4 separate regions of the Mus musculus genome follow, and regions 1, 2 and 4 are each linked to region 3. Evidence: chromatin contacts called from public HiChIP or PLAC-seq and promoter capture Hi-C data. All regions are on one chromosome and are shown on one strand. The core of a region is the stretch at or near the end of the contact, and the rest is flanking DNA. Distances in the headings are between cores, read along the strand shown.

Region 1 (2,700 bases), core at 68-2,567, 490 kb before region 3:
AGAACTCAGGACCTCTGGAAGAGCAGTCAGTGCTCTTAACGGCTGAGCCATCTCTCCAGCCCCCTAAGATGTTTTCTTAATTAGCGATTGAAGCAGGAGAGCCTGTCCATTGTAGGTGGTTTTATCCCTGGGCTGGTAGTCCTGGGTTTTATAAGAAAGCTGGCTGATATTGCTAGGACAAGCCAGTTAACAGCACCCCCCCACACACACACACCCTACGCCCCCCCAACCCTCCAGCCCCCCCAACACCCCCCCCCCCCAACTCCCGCCTCTGCATCAGCTTCTGCCTCCAGGTTCCAGGCCTGCTTAAGTTCCTTCCTATCCTGACTTCCTTTGGTGATGAACAGTAATGTTGAAGTATAAGCTAAATAAACTTTTTCCTTCCCAACTTGCTTTTTGATCATGGTGTTTCATTCAGGTGGTCCCTCCTGTCTCTGCTCTCTGCTTCTCTTTCCAGTACTGGGATTGAAGATGTATGTTTTTTTTTTTTCTTTGTTTGTTTCTTTGTTTGTTTTTTGAGACAGGCTTTTTCTCTATAGATCCCTAGCTATCCTGGAACTCAACTATGTCGACCAGGTAGCCTCCTGTGTGCTGGGATCAAAAGTATGCACCGCCACGCCCATGCGTAGCCACGCCCATGCCACTTTTCCTGCTGAGCCTTTTCTGAGAGCTAGTGGTGTGAACTCGGGTCCCAAAGCTTGTATAGCAAGTACTTTACCCACAGAGCTATCTCTTAGTCTCCCCTCACCCCCAAACTAAGTTTCACTAGCCCAGGTTAGCCTGAACTCCTATGTACTTGAGTATGCGTATGAACTCCTAATCCTCTTGCAAATACCGGAATTACAGATGTATGCCGCTATGCCAAGCTTAGGTGGAAATTTTTAAATGTCCAGTGCTTGATCATAGCCAATCAGGCGGGGCTGGTGAGATGGCTCAGTGGGTAAGAGCACCCGACTGCTCTTCCGAAGGTCTGGAGTTCAAATCCCAGCAACCACATGGTGGCTCACAACCACCCGTAATGAGATCTGATGCCCTCTTCTGGTGCGTCTGAAGACAGCTACAGTGTACTTACATATAATAAATAAATAAATCTTAAAAAAAAAAACTTATAAAAAAAACTTATATAACCAATCAGGCTAACTTAAATAAGAAAGTAATATTTAATAACTCATAAAACAGTGTTTTTGTATTTAGAAAGAAGCAGCTGCATTGAGACAACAGAAACGGATGAACTGGCGCTGCCCTTGGAGCCCTGCACCTGCAGCAGGGAGTCTGGCGCTGGTGGAGAAGCCCCGCCTCCTTCCCGGATCAAGCCGACAGCAAGCCAGGGGCTGTGTGATTGGTGCAAGCTGCTCTTAAAGGAGCACCAGCTGCCTCTCAGCTTCTCTGCTACAAAACCTCAGTGCCCACGAGAGTTGGATCAACAGGTGGCAAGGCGCTCATCCCTTGAAATTAAGATTTTTGTCTGCTTTAAATATATAAATAACATTTGCCACTACACCTTTATTTCTGACTGCTCTTAAACGTTTACTGTGTTCTGCATGTCTTGTTTATAAAATATTGGTTTATAATTTATAATTTATAACGTACATATTGCTCTATAAATTATGGTAATGATACCAGGAATAAAAATTAAGGATTTTTTAAATTCTATATTTTATTTATTTGCATTTCAAATGTTATCCCCTTTCCTGGTTTCCCCTCCACAAACCCCCTATCCCATGCCCCCTTCCCTCTGCTTTTATAAGAATGCTCCCCCACCCACCAACCCAACCCCTCCTCATCGCCCTGGCATTCCCCAACACTGGGTCATCAAGCCTTCACAGGACCAAGGGCATCTCCTTCCATTGATGCCAGATAAGGCCATCCTCTGCTACATATGCAGCTGGAGCCATGTGTACTCCTTGGTTGGTGGCTTAGTCCCTGGGAGCTCTGGGGGATCTGGTTGGTTGATATTGTTGTTCCTCCTATAGGGTTGCAATCCCCCCCCCCTTTTTTTTTAGAAGTTTACAGCATTAACAAAGGTTAAGAATCACTGGCTCTTGAAATTCCGCCCCCACCACCACTTCCTTTCAGCTTGCTTGAGCCCTGGCAAGGCTCCAGCAAGCCCTTCCTGTCAGCCCAACGTGCCAATAACAGCTTCCTCAGCCAATCAAGGTTCTTGCCATTTTCCCATCTTGTTAACCCCTTTCCTGTGCTGACACTGCCTTCGGCTTAAACCTAATCACACGGGAAACTGTTATGCTCTATAATGATATACCAGATAAAGGTCAGAAAGGGTGGTAGTCTCTTTATGGAGTATGTTTTTGGGGTTAAAAAGTTTTATTTTGATATTAGAAGAGCTTCAATTCAAAACTGACTTTTAAGGCTCAAACATAACAGAGATAGATAACCAGTATCCTTGTAAATGATCAAATAATTTAATCTGTTCAGAAATATATAAGAAGCCATGCTAAGAACTGATGCAGTTAATTTCAAGATTAAGCTTTATTTAGTCTTCTGTTTTATATTTTCAAGGTATAGTTTAGAGCAGATAACTAAAAACAGGTAGGTACTAGCCCTCAAACCAGTCAGAGATCTCCTGAATGTGGCATTTAGTATGTTTAAACTTACCACGACAGACAGAGACTCCCAAATCCTAACAGTGACCCTCCAAGGTATCCAAGAAAATATGGGCACAACCACAAAGGACATAACTAC
Region 2 (2,700 bases), core at 28-2,527, 260 kb after region 3:
CTTCCCCAGCATTGCTTGGGTGCTCTGCCACCAGCTTCCTGGCCTCTGCCCACTCCCGTGCCCGTGCCAGCTTCCCCAGGACTACAGCACACCAACAGCATGCCTGTGCTGTGGGTGCCTCCTCCTGGGCTTCAGATATTCACGTCCCCACGCCCTGCCTTGGCTCAGTTCCTGACACACTCCAGAAAGAGGAAGGACACTCGTGGGGTGGCTCTGGCCTGCCTCACTCCTAGGGCCAGCGTCCGGCACATGGCCAGCGGACAGCCCTTCCTCAGGAAATCAGTCCAGGCCTGACGCTGCCCTCCCCCCAGCACAGGAGCTTCCTCTTCCTGAGGAAGCTAAAAATACCCCAGACAGGAATCCGGCCTCCTTGCAACAGACACGGAAGATTAAACTGTTAAGCTCAGAGCAGGGCTCTGGTGGAAGGGGTCACATGGGAGTCCTGCCGGGAGCGTCCGGATCCATCTGGAACTGTGCAGGTGGCTAAACTCACTTCTGCTCACCCTCGCCTCGGCCAGCTTCACTTGACTAGGGCTGCCCACTTCAGTCACTTGTAATTGGTTACTAAAAGGTCACTCCTATGCCTTAGTTTCTCCATCTGAACAAGGATGAAAGCTCACAAGGAAGGGCATGGGACCCCCAAGAACGTGCTGCAGGCAGGACAAGGATCTTAGTTAATTACAAAGCCCTGAGTGAGAGCAAAGATGGACAGAGCTTTATCATCCTAGATCCCCAGAAAGAAGACAGTCTCAGGGCTGGAAAAACTTTTCATCCTTGGGCCCCAAATTCAGCAAAGCTTTGGTGATTGCAAGGATAGCTGTCAAGAATTAAGAACTCATTAAAAAAAAAAAAATTGCGGGGCTGGTGAGATGGCTCAGTGGGTAAGAGCACCCAACTGCTCTTCCGAAGGTCCGAAGTTCAAATCCCAGCAACCACATGGTGGCTCACAACCATCTGTAACGAAATCTGACTCCGTCTTCTGGAGTGTCTGAAGACAGCGACAATGTACTTACATATAATAAATTTTTTTAAAAAATTGCTAAATCCCAGCTGGGTAGAAGGTCTAGTGCATAGGGAAGGTGAGGGACTCTGTCCCCACGGAACCCACTAGCCAGAGGTGGCTTTCCTAAATACAATGGAGAGAATGCCACGGTCTGCCACACCAGCCCGTCCCAGACACAGCACCAGACAGCAGCCCCGAGTGTATACAGTGGCTTTGAGCAAACAATACACTCAGCAAAATTTTTAGACTTCCCACAAGTCAGGACCCAGGGGGATGGCAGGGCCAGCCAATCACGGGCAGGGCCTGTGCTTGGAACTTGGCACTGGAAGCTGGGTGTGACAGCCCACGCCTGTAGTTCCAGCGCTTGGAAGGTGGACTAAGTTCAGGAGTTCAAAGTCATCCTCAGCTACATACTGAGTTTTGAGCAGATAAAACAAACAAACAAACAAACAAACAACGAGTAACAATAACAAGAATCGGGGTTGAGTGCTAAGGTCAGCGCTAAGTCTGTCCCACTGTGTCTCAGAGTTCAGTTTCTCCATTCCCACTCTTAGGGAGGCTTTCTGACTTGGAACACACAGGACAAGACAGTGTGGCTTTCCTCAGAAGCCCAGTTGCTACACCCCCCACCCTCCCATAACCCCAAGAAAATGATGCACAGGGCCTAATTCACATGCAGACAGAGGGTGACCACTGATCTCTGGCCAACCCTGCTTGAGGGGAGACCATGAGCGGGGTCTGTTTCCTGACTGCAAGAAAAGTCCTGCAATTAACTATACAAACTGGGGTCCCCTCCAGCAAGGAGCCACTCCTTCGTGTCACATACAGGATATAAACCAAGTCTATATATCCCAGGCCACCTGGGCCTAACCATCCGCCAGGAATAGGTGGTTTTGACTGTTGTCTGTTCTGGCTGGCAAAGGGCTCTTACTCAGTCAGTACTCTTTGAGGGCCAAGGGTGGGGGCCTAAGAATTGTCAATCATAGCCACAGACATGGCAGAAGCTTATCATTACTGGGGGCTCCAGGCCTCATTTAACCCTAAAGCAACCTGACTCCACAGCCAAGGAATGGTGACAGGAGTTCTTAATTAGCAGGGCAGAGCTGGGTCGCACCAGGCATCACTAGCACCCAGGGGGACTCCAATTCCAAAGCTGCCAAATCTGGAGGCCACATCATAGCATAGTGCAGGAGCTGCCCAAGGGTACCTGGGGCCAGCAGAAGCCTGCAACCCGGTGGCAGGGGCTGAGCCCTGTGTATTTGTGGTCTGGTCTCTTGGGGTAGCTATGTAGGCTGTGCATGCGTGAGTATGTATTGTGTCTGCCCAAGTGTGTGTTATGTGTGTGCAGAAGGGGCTCTGTTGACAGAGAGAAGGACAGATTCTAAGTGACTTGCCACTCTGCCTCTCTGTCTGATGTACAGAGATAAGTATGGGGGAGGTGGCCTCTAGTACAGTGTCCTTTTCATCCTTTTGGACCAGTCTTTTGGCTTACTTGTCCCTGAGTCCCCTGGCTCCTCCTCATGGGCTACAGCCCTTCTGTCTGATGCCCTGGCCCTGACTGCTCAAGGCAGAAGAGTCCACAGGGGACTGCATCACTTGTGGCACAGGGGTGCTGCAGGGCCCCAGGGGCCCCCTATGGCACCTGCCTTCTCAAGGCAAGGCCTTTCTTTATCACTTGTGCTGTGGACCCAACCAAA
Region 3 (2,700 bases), core at 171-2,670:
CTGCTTAGGAAATCATAGGCAGTTTAGAGCCAAAGGCCTCACATTTCCCAGCAGATGATAGGACCCAATCACTCTCATCTCTCCACAAGCTTATAATAGAGGAGTTTTCACCCCTGCAAATCTTGGGACTTTAATTTCAGCTTCCTTCTTGTCTGTAGCCAGGGCTTAGAACCCCTGTTGGATTCCTAGGACTACGACTGAGGTGGAGGCGACTTCTTATGGGCCTCCAGGGGAGAGGTCCAGGGCTCCTGCTGACAGGCCTGTGTGGGGGACTGCTTTTCAGTTGGATGAATCTTGCCCAGCCAACCGACCTCTCAGGTATAATACTTTCCCTATCCTCTGAGGGTGACTTGGGGTACGGGAGATCTGATGGTGAGGGGTGGAGAGAGCCTCCTCTTCTCTTCTCTTTGGGACTTGGACCCCATTTTGCACTTTGAGCAGGGTGAAGGGGATGTGGGTAACCTCCCTTCTCTATAGACGTCTTGCTTCTCTCCAGCCCTGGCTCACCACCCCCATTTGTGCCAGACTACACGGGATGCAGAAGGCGGCCACTACCCTGGTTTTTTCTGTCCGCGCCTCTCTGACACTCCCGAGGAAGCCTACTGTTGCCACCTGCAGGCTGCCGGGGGTTCCTGCTGTACCCTGGATGAATTTGAGGCCCTGTACCAAGTTAACTTGTCTTCGCTTCAGCCACCACCCATCCTCAGGTAAGAACTCTAGTCCCGGATTCGCAGAACACTGGCAGAGTGCTCCCGTGTCTTGGGCACTGTCCTTGAATTCTGCAGTGGGAGACTTGTAGCTTCCAGATTAGTGGAGAGGAAGTCACTAAATCATAATTACAACCAATGCTGTAAATGAAAACAAGTAACAGAAGCTGCTTTGTCTTAAGGGGTTTGGACGGTGTTAATAAAGAGGATTTGTTAATCTTGGACACATTGTAGTAGGAGGTTTAATTCTGAATCTGCCGCGTTTGTCTTCAAGGTACTTGCGAGCTCCCAGATTTGTATGCAAAATATGTGTATGCATCTGTATTTATCCCCTGCTCTCGTGGGACTCTGGGCTCTGCAAACCCTGACTTGTAGCAGCCAGTAGACAACCTTGAGTCTCTCCTGTCTCCCCAGGGGTCCAGGCCCGCTCCTAGCACTGGGCATCTACACTCTACTGCTGATGGCACTGATGACTACAGATTTCGTGCACTTCTGCCGTGGTCGGGGACGGAGAGAAAAACAAAACTCCAGCGGCTGCCGCCGCCTTTCCTTTAGAGCCTCTTCCGCGCGCCCTCTACAGGTTCCAGTGGGAACAGACTAGGCGCTCGTGAAGCAGCCCTGAGCCTGAGCCTGCGCCTGCGCAACGCGAGTACCCCGCCCTTGCACAGACCCAACCACTTCTTGGCCTCGCCTTGTTTAGCGTAACACTGACGCATTGCTGGGGCGGGGCAGTCGCCGGCATCTCGCGGATCCCAGGGACACCTTTGCTCTAAAGACTGCGCCTGCACTGGCTCTTGGAGCTTAGCTTCGTGATGACTGTGAGTGGCCCGGAGACCCCCGAGCCCCGACCTTCCGACCCCGGGGTGCGTACTGATTCTCCTGTGCCATCTCCCCTTTCACACATGCGCCTTCGCACCTGGTCGCCGTCACCTTATTCTAGCCCTTCACGGGACTCGGCCAAGACCCGGCTCTTCTCCCAGGCGCGCTGCTCTGCCCAACGCCTTTCTCTCTCTCTCTCTCTCTCTCTCTCTCTCTCTCTCTCTCTCTCTCTCTTCTCTCTCTCTCTCTCTCTCTCTCTCTCTTCTCTCTCTCTCTCTCTCTCTCTCTCTCTCTCTCTCTCTCTCTCTCTCTCTCTCTCTCCCTCTCTCTCTCTCTCTCTCTCTCTCTCTCTCTCTCTCTCTCTCTCTCTCTCTCTCTCTCTCTCTCTCTCTCTCTCCAGGCCAGCTCAGCCGAGCAGCTGCGGAAGGAGGGCAACGAGCTGTTCAAATGCGGGGATTACGAGGGCGCCCTGACCGCCTACACACAGGCCCTGAGTCTCGGCGCGACGCCCCAGGACCAGGCCATTTTGCACCGAAACAGGGCTGCTTGCCACCTCAAGCTGGTGAGGGGATCGGGTTGCTCTAACCTGGTTCTACCTGGGCCTGGGATTGCCCATAGCCGCTGCTGTTTGTGCACCAGTTGGGCATTTCCTAGCCACGCACGATTGCCAGAGGTCTTTAGGCGTGGGTAGTGGGGGATCAGGTGGTTCAGCAAAACAAGGGTGCCATTGCCACTCTCAGGCTCCTGATCTTTCTCTTACAGGAAGATTACAGCAAAGCAGAATCAGAGGCGTCTAAAGGTAGGGTGGGTGTGGGTCCTCATATGGAGCAATGGGGTCTTCTGTGGTGGGAAAGGACTCTGGGGCCACCGAGCCATCCCTTTCTCCTCCTCTGGACCCAGTCACTCGTCTTTCTACTTGCTTTCCCACTTCTTCGGCCTTTCCTTTTCTGCAGCCGCCCTCACCTTTTCTGAGGCTGAAGCACCGAGCTCCACATTCGTACCCCTATCTTCCTTTGGCCCTCGAGATCTATCCCTACTGCTCTTGCCTGGAGACGGTGGCCTCCTGGGTGCTGATAGAGTTCCTGTTTGTGCTCAGCCATTGAAAAGGACGGTGGGGATGTCAAAGCACTCTATCGCCGAAGCCAAGCCCTAGAGAAGCTGGGCCGCCTGGACC
Region 4 (2,700 bases), core at 31-2,530, 380 kb before region 3:
ACCACCAGTGTTAGCAGTAAGAGATTCTTTGCTGCTCTGTACTTGAAATCTCTCTTTGTTTTCATTTTTATTTGATATGGATACCTTTTGTTAGGGATATTACTAAAATTTGTGAACACATTGCCTCGTTGTAACTCTGAATCACATTTTAAATTCAAAATTAACTCTGTAGCCGTTTTATAACGTAGCTGCCCCTAATTTATTTTTAAGTTTCTTTTTTTTTTCTTTCTGGTGCTTACATTTGACCCTCAGCATTGTGCTTGCAGGCTGTTTCCCACTGAGTTCAATTTCCAACCCCAAATACCTGATTTTGGGGAGTGGGAGGAATCTTATGTAGCCCAAACTATCCTCAAATCCACTATGTAGTTGAGTCTGGCCTTGAACACTTGACTCTCCTGTTTCTCCCAAATGCTGGGATTATAGATATGTGCCACCATGCCGAGCTGCCTAAATATCTATTTTTGCACATTAAAAAATGTACCAAATAAGGATGGTGACACGCACCAGTAATCCAGCTCTCAGGAGACAGAGGCAAGAAGATTCAGAGTTTGAGGCCAGCCTGGACTTCATTGTAATTCCTGGCCAGCCTGTATAGTGAAAGCAATCTTCAAAATCCAAAGCCAGAAATAATCAGACAATTGAAAGGATTCATGAGCGGTGTCCAGACCCAACTATGTGTGTACCACATAGTAGACCTCTTACGGTTTTTGTTGGTTGGTTTCTTTTTCTTTTCTTTTTTTTTTTTTTAAAGATTTATGTATTTATGTATGTAGCTGTCTTCAGACACACACCAGAAGAGGGCATCAGATCCTATTACAGAAGGTTGTGAGCCACCATGTGGTTGCTGGGAATTGAACTCAGAACCTCTAGAAGAGCAGTCAGTGCTCCTAACCAGTGAGTGACCTCTTCAGCCTGGTTGGCTCATTTCTTTTGCAGTGCTGAGAATCAAACTTTGAGCCTCACACATGCTCTACTGCCAAACTGCTCTTCCATGTCTTGCCACACCCTGCCTTGCTTGCCACTGCCGTGGTCTAGCAAACCAGGCTGGTGCCTCTCTGTGAGCAAGCGTTCCGCCTTCTGCACAGGATGCTCTCCCCTCCTGGAATCAGCCTCCCTCCCTCTGCTCCCTACCTGCCTCCTGCCTCCATCAAACAGTGAGCACTGGCCCGCGCTGCCCCCCTACAGCCGCAGTGATGGCCCTTCCCCTTGACTCAGCAGCCCTGAGACATCCTCTGTTGACAGTGCGAGCTGACTCATTTCCCTGCCACCCCCAAAACTGGGAACTCCTAAGACAGTATGTCTTAGTCATCTGTACCTCCCTGTTGGTAACCAGTAGTCTCTCAGCGCATATTAATTCAGTAACTGTGAAAGGATTTCTTCACACACTGTAACTAAGCATACTGCATACAGTCCCTATTCCATTGGTTTCACTGCCAGTGCAGGCCAACCAGTCTGCTAAGGAGACTGTACACTGCTGCTCGGATTCAGGAACTGGTCTGCCTCATAGGTGCCTGGGGTTAGGGTTAGGCTAGGCAGAGAGGACACACCATGGTCCCCATCCTTGGGACACTGCGGTCCCTTCATGCCCTTCCTCACCACCACTCACCAGTTTAGTGGTAGTGACGACAGTGCTGTCGTAAGCCGCCAGGACTGCAGAGAACATTAGAAAACAGCCGATCATACCGATCACCCCAGAGCCAGCTCTTTCCTGATGGCCTTGCCACCCAACACTTTGAGCCTCAGCAGCTCATCTCTAAAGTTCAGATAATTATGCTTCATAAGGTTTTTGTAATGCCTTGAAAAAATAGTGTGTAAGGTGCCTAACCGAGGCCACACACAGGCTCGGTGCTGGATGGTTGCTCCTCCTGTTGTACTTGCATTTACGTTAGACAACCTTTCTCATGCGGAGTTGAAGTTGGAGTCATATTCAGTTTACAAGAGACCCTGGGCTCAGTCTCCTAAAAACAAAGGACTCCAGTAGACTGCAGAGCTGGAGATGTAGTTCTGTTGGTAGAATGCTTGTTTGGCAGGCACAAACCCCTGGGTTTGATCTCAGCACTGTAGAAACTGAGCCAGGCAGCACATACCTGTCATCCCACCATGGGGTCAGGAGTATTCGGTCAGCCTGTGCAAAAGTGCCAGGGGTGGAGGCGGGGCGGGGGCAGAGCAACTGGTAGGTACTGAGACATTACAGGTCATTCTCATTTTCATTTCTCATTCTCATTGGCATATTTCATAAATTGAAATGCCTTTACTTTTTCTATGTGTATTAAAACCTCTAACCTACATCTGAAACAATGGGGAAATGCCATCATAACTTCTTTTTGATTAATCATTCCTTTACATTTCAAATCATATCCCCCTTCCAGTTACCCCTCAACAAATCCCATCCCATCTCCCCTCTCCCCTCTCCACCCTCCCCTTTGCCTCTTGAGGATGATGCTTCACCCACTCATCCATGCCCTGCTCACTGCTCCAGCGGCCCCTACCGTTGTAACTTTTGAAATAAGCTTTAAATGTATTTTAACTGAACATAACTCCTAATTTCCCTTTGTGTTTAGAATCTTTTACTATAAACTAAATGATAACCTAAGACTAAGTTGTAGGCTCCCTGTTGCTCCAGCACCCAGGGTAGCTGGCCCCAGGGCAGTCGTGCCCCGTAAAGCTCTGCACTGAGAAGTGTGTCTGACCTGCTGCACC

The links. Promoter capture Hi-C pulls out the DNA fragments that hold promoters and counts their contacts. HiChIP or PLAC-seq counts read pairs in DNA pulled down with a chosen protein or histone mark.
Region 1: a contact with region 3 is called in a promoter capture Hi-C map of pre-B cells, with 3 times the contacts expected there. The contact joins the enhancer-like site here to the promoter of Unc45a in region 3. A contact is called at or near these places in 11 of 39 promoter capture datasets (the 3T3-L1 cell line, 3T3-L1-derived adipocytes, the C10 cell line and 7 more), 1 of 484 Hi-C or Micro-C datasets (CD4 T cells), 6 of 115 datasets of contacts at active chromatin or transcription factors (the SCID.adh cell line, embryonic forebrain, embryonic stem cells and 3 more) and 2 of 9 other capture datasets (adipose tissue and liver).
Region 2: a contact with region 3 is called in an H3K27ac HiChIP or PLAC-seq map of microglia, with 6 times the contacts expected there. The contact joins the enhancer-like site here to the promoter of Unc45a in region 3. A contact is called at or near these places in 6 of 39 promoter capture datasets (the 3T3-L1 cell line, the C10 cell line, embryonic stem cells and 2 more), 7 of 115 datasets of contacts at active chromatin or transcription factors (the 230-238 cell line, embryonic stem cells, large pre-B cells and 3 more) and 1 of 9 other capture datasets (liver).
Region 4: a contact with region 3 is called in a FOXA1 HiChIP or PLAC-seq map of pancreatic cancer cells. The contact joins the enhancer-like site here to the promoter of Unc45a in region 3. A contact is called at or near these places in 13 of 39 promoter capture datasets (the 3T3-L1 cell line, the HPC-7 cell line, HPC-7-derived erythroid cells and 9 more), 1 of 484 Hi-C or Micro-C datasets (cortical neurons), 4 of 115 datasets of contacts at active chromatin or transcription factors (bone marrow-derived macrophages, embryonic stem cells, large pre-B cells and 1 more) and 2 of 9 other capture datasets (adipose tissue and liver).

What each region holds. Positions count from the first base shown.
Region 1 is chr7:80,831,793-80,834,492 of GRCm38.p6, reverse strand. No RefSeq gene overlaps it. Among named protein-coding and RNA genes, the nearest start is that of Zscan2, 28 kb to the left of the region's middle. Within about 2 kb of position 1,317, at least 161 of the 459 cell types and tissues checked have an H3K27ac peak or open chromatin away from gene starts, as enhancers often do. A contact at or near this core is called in the HPC-7 cell line, the SCID.adh cell line, hematopoietic stem and progenitor cells and 3 more, where this site is marked.
Region 2 is chr7:80,076,583-80,079,282 of GRCm38.p6, reverse strand. All of the region lies in intron 1 of Zfp710 (zinc finger protein 710), which reads right to left. Among named protein-coding and RNA genes, the nearest start is that of Gm21057, 2.7 kb to the right of the region's middle. Within about 2 kb of position 1,277, at least 163 of the 459 cell types and tissues checked have an H3K27ac peak or open chromatin away from gene starts, as enhancers often do. A contact at or near this core is called in embryonic stem cells, hematopoietic stem and progenitor cells, liver and 3 more, where this site is marked.
Region 3 is chr7:80,338,939-80,341,638 of GRCm38.p6, reverse strand. Unc45a (unc-45 myosin chaperone A) reads left to right here and starts at 1,420. Exons shown (of 20, transcript NM_133952.2): 1 at 1,420-1,570; 2 at 1,927-2,088; 3 at 2,289-2,325; 4 at 2,623-2,700. The coding sequence starts at 1,520.
Region 4 is chr7:80,714,056-80,716,755 of GRCm38.p6, reverse strand. The region is part of intron 37 of Iqgap1 (IQ motif containing GTPase activating protein 1); the gene reads left to right. Among named protein-coding and RNA genes, the nearest start is that of Crtc3, 27 kb to the right of the region's middle. Within about 2 kb of position 1,280, at least 105 of the 459 cell types and tissues checked have an H3K27ac peak or open chromatin away from gene starts, as enhancers often do. A contact at or near this core is called in the SN4741 cell line, bone marrow-derived macrophages, neutrophils and 1 more, where this site is marked.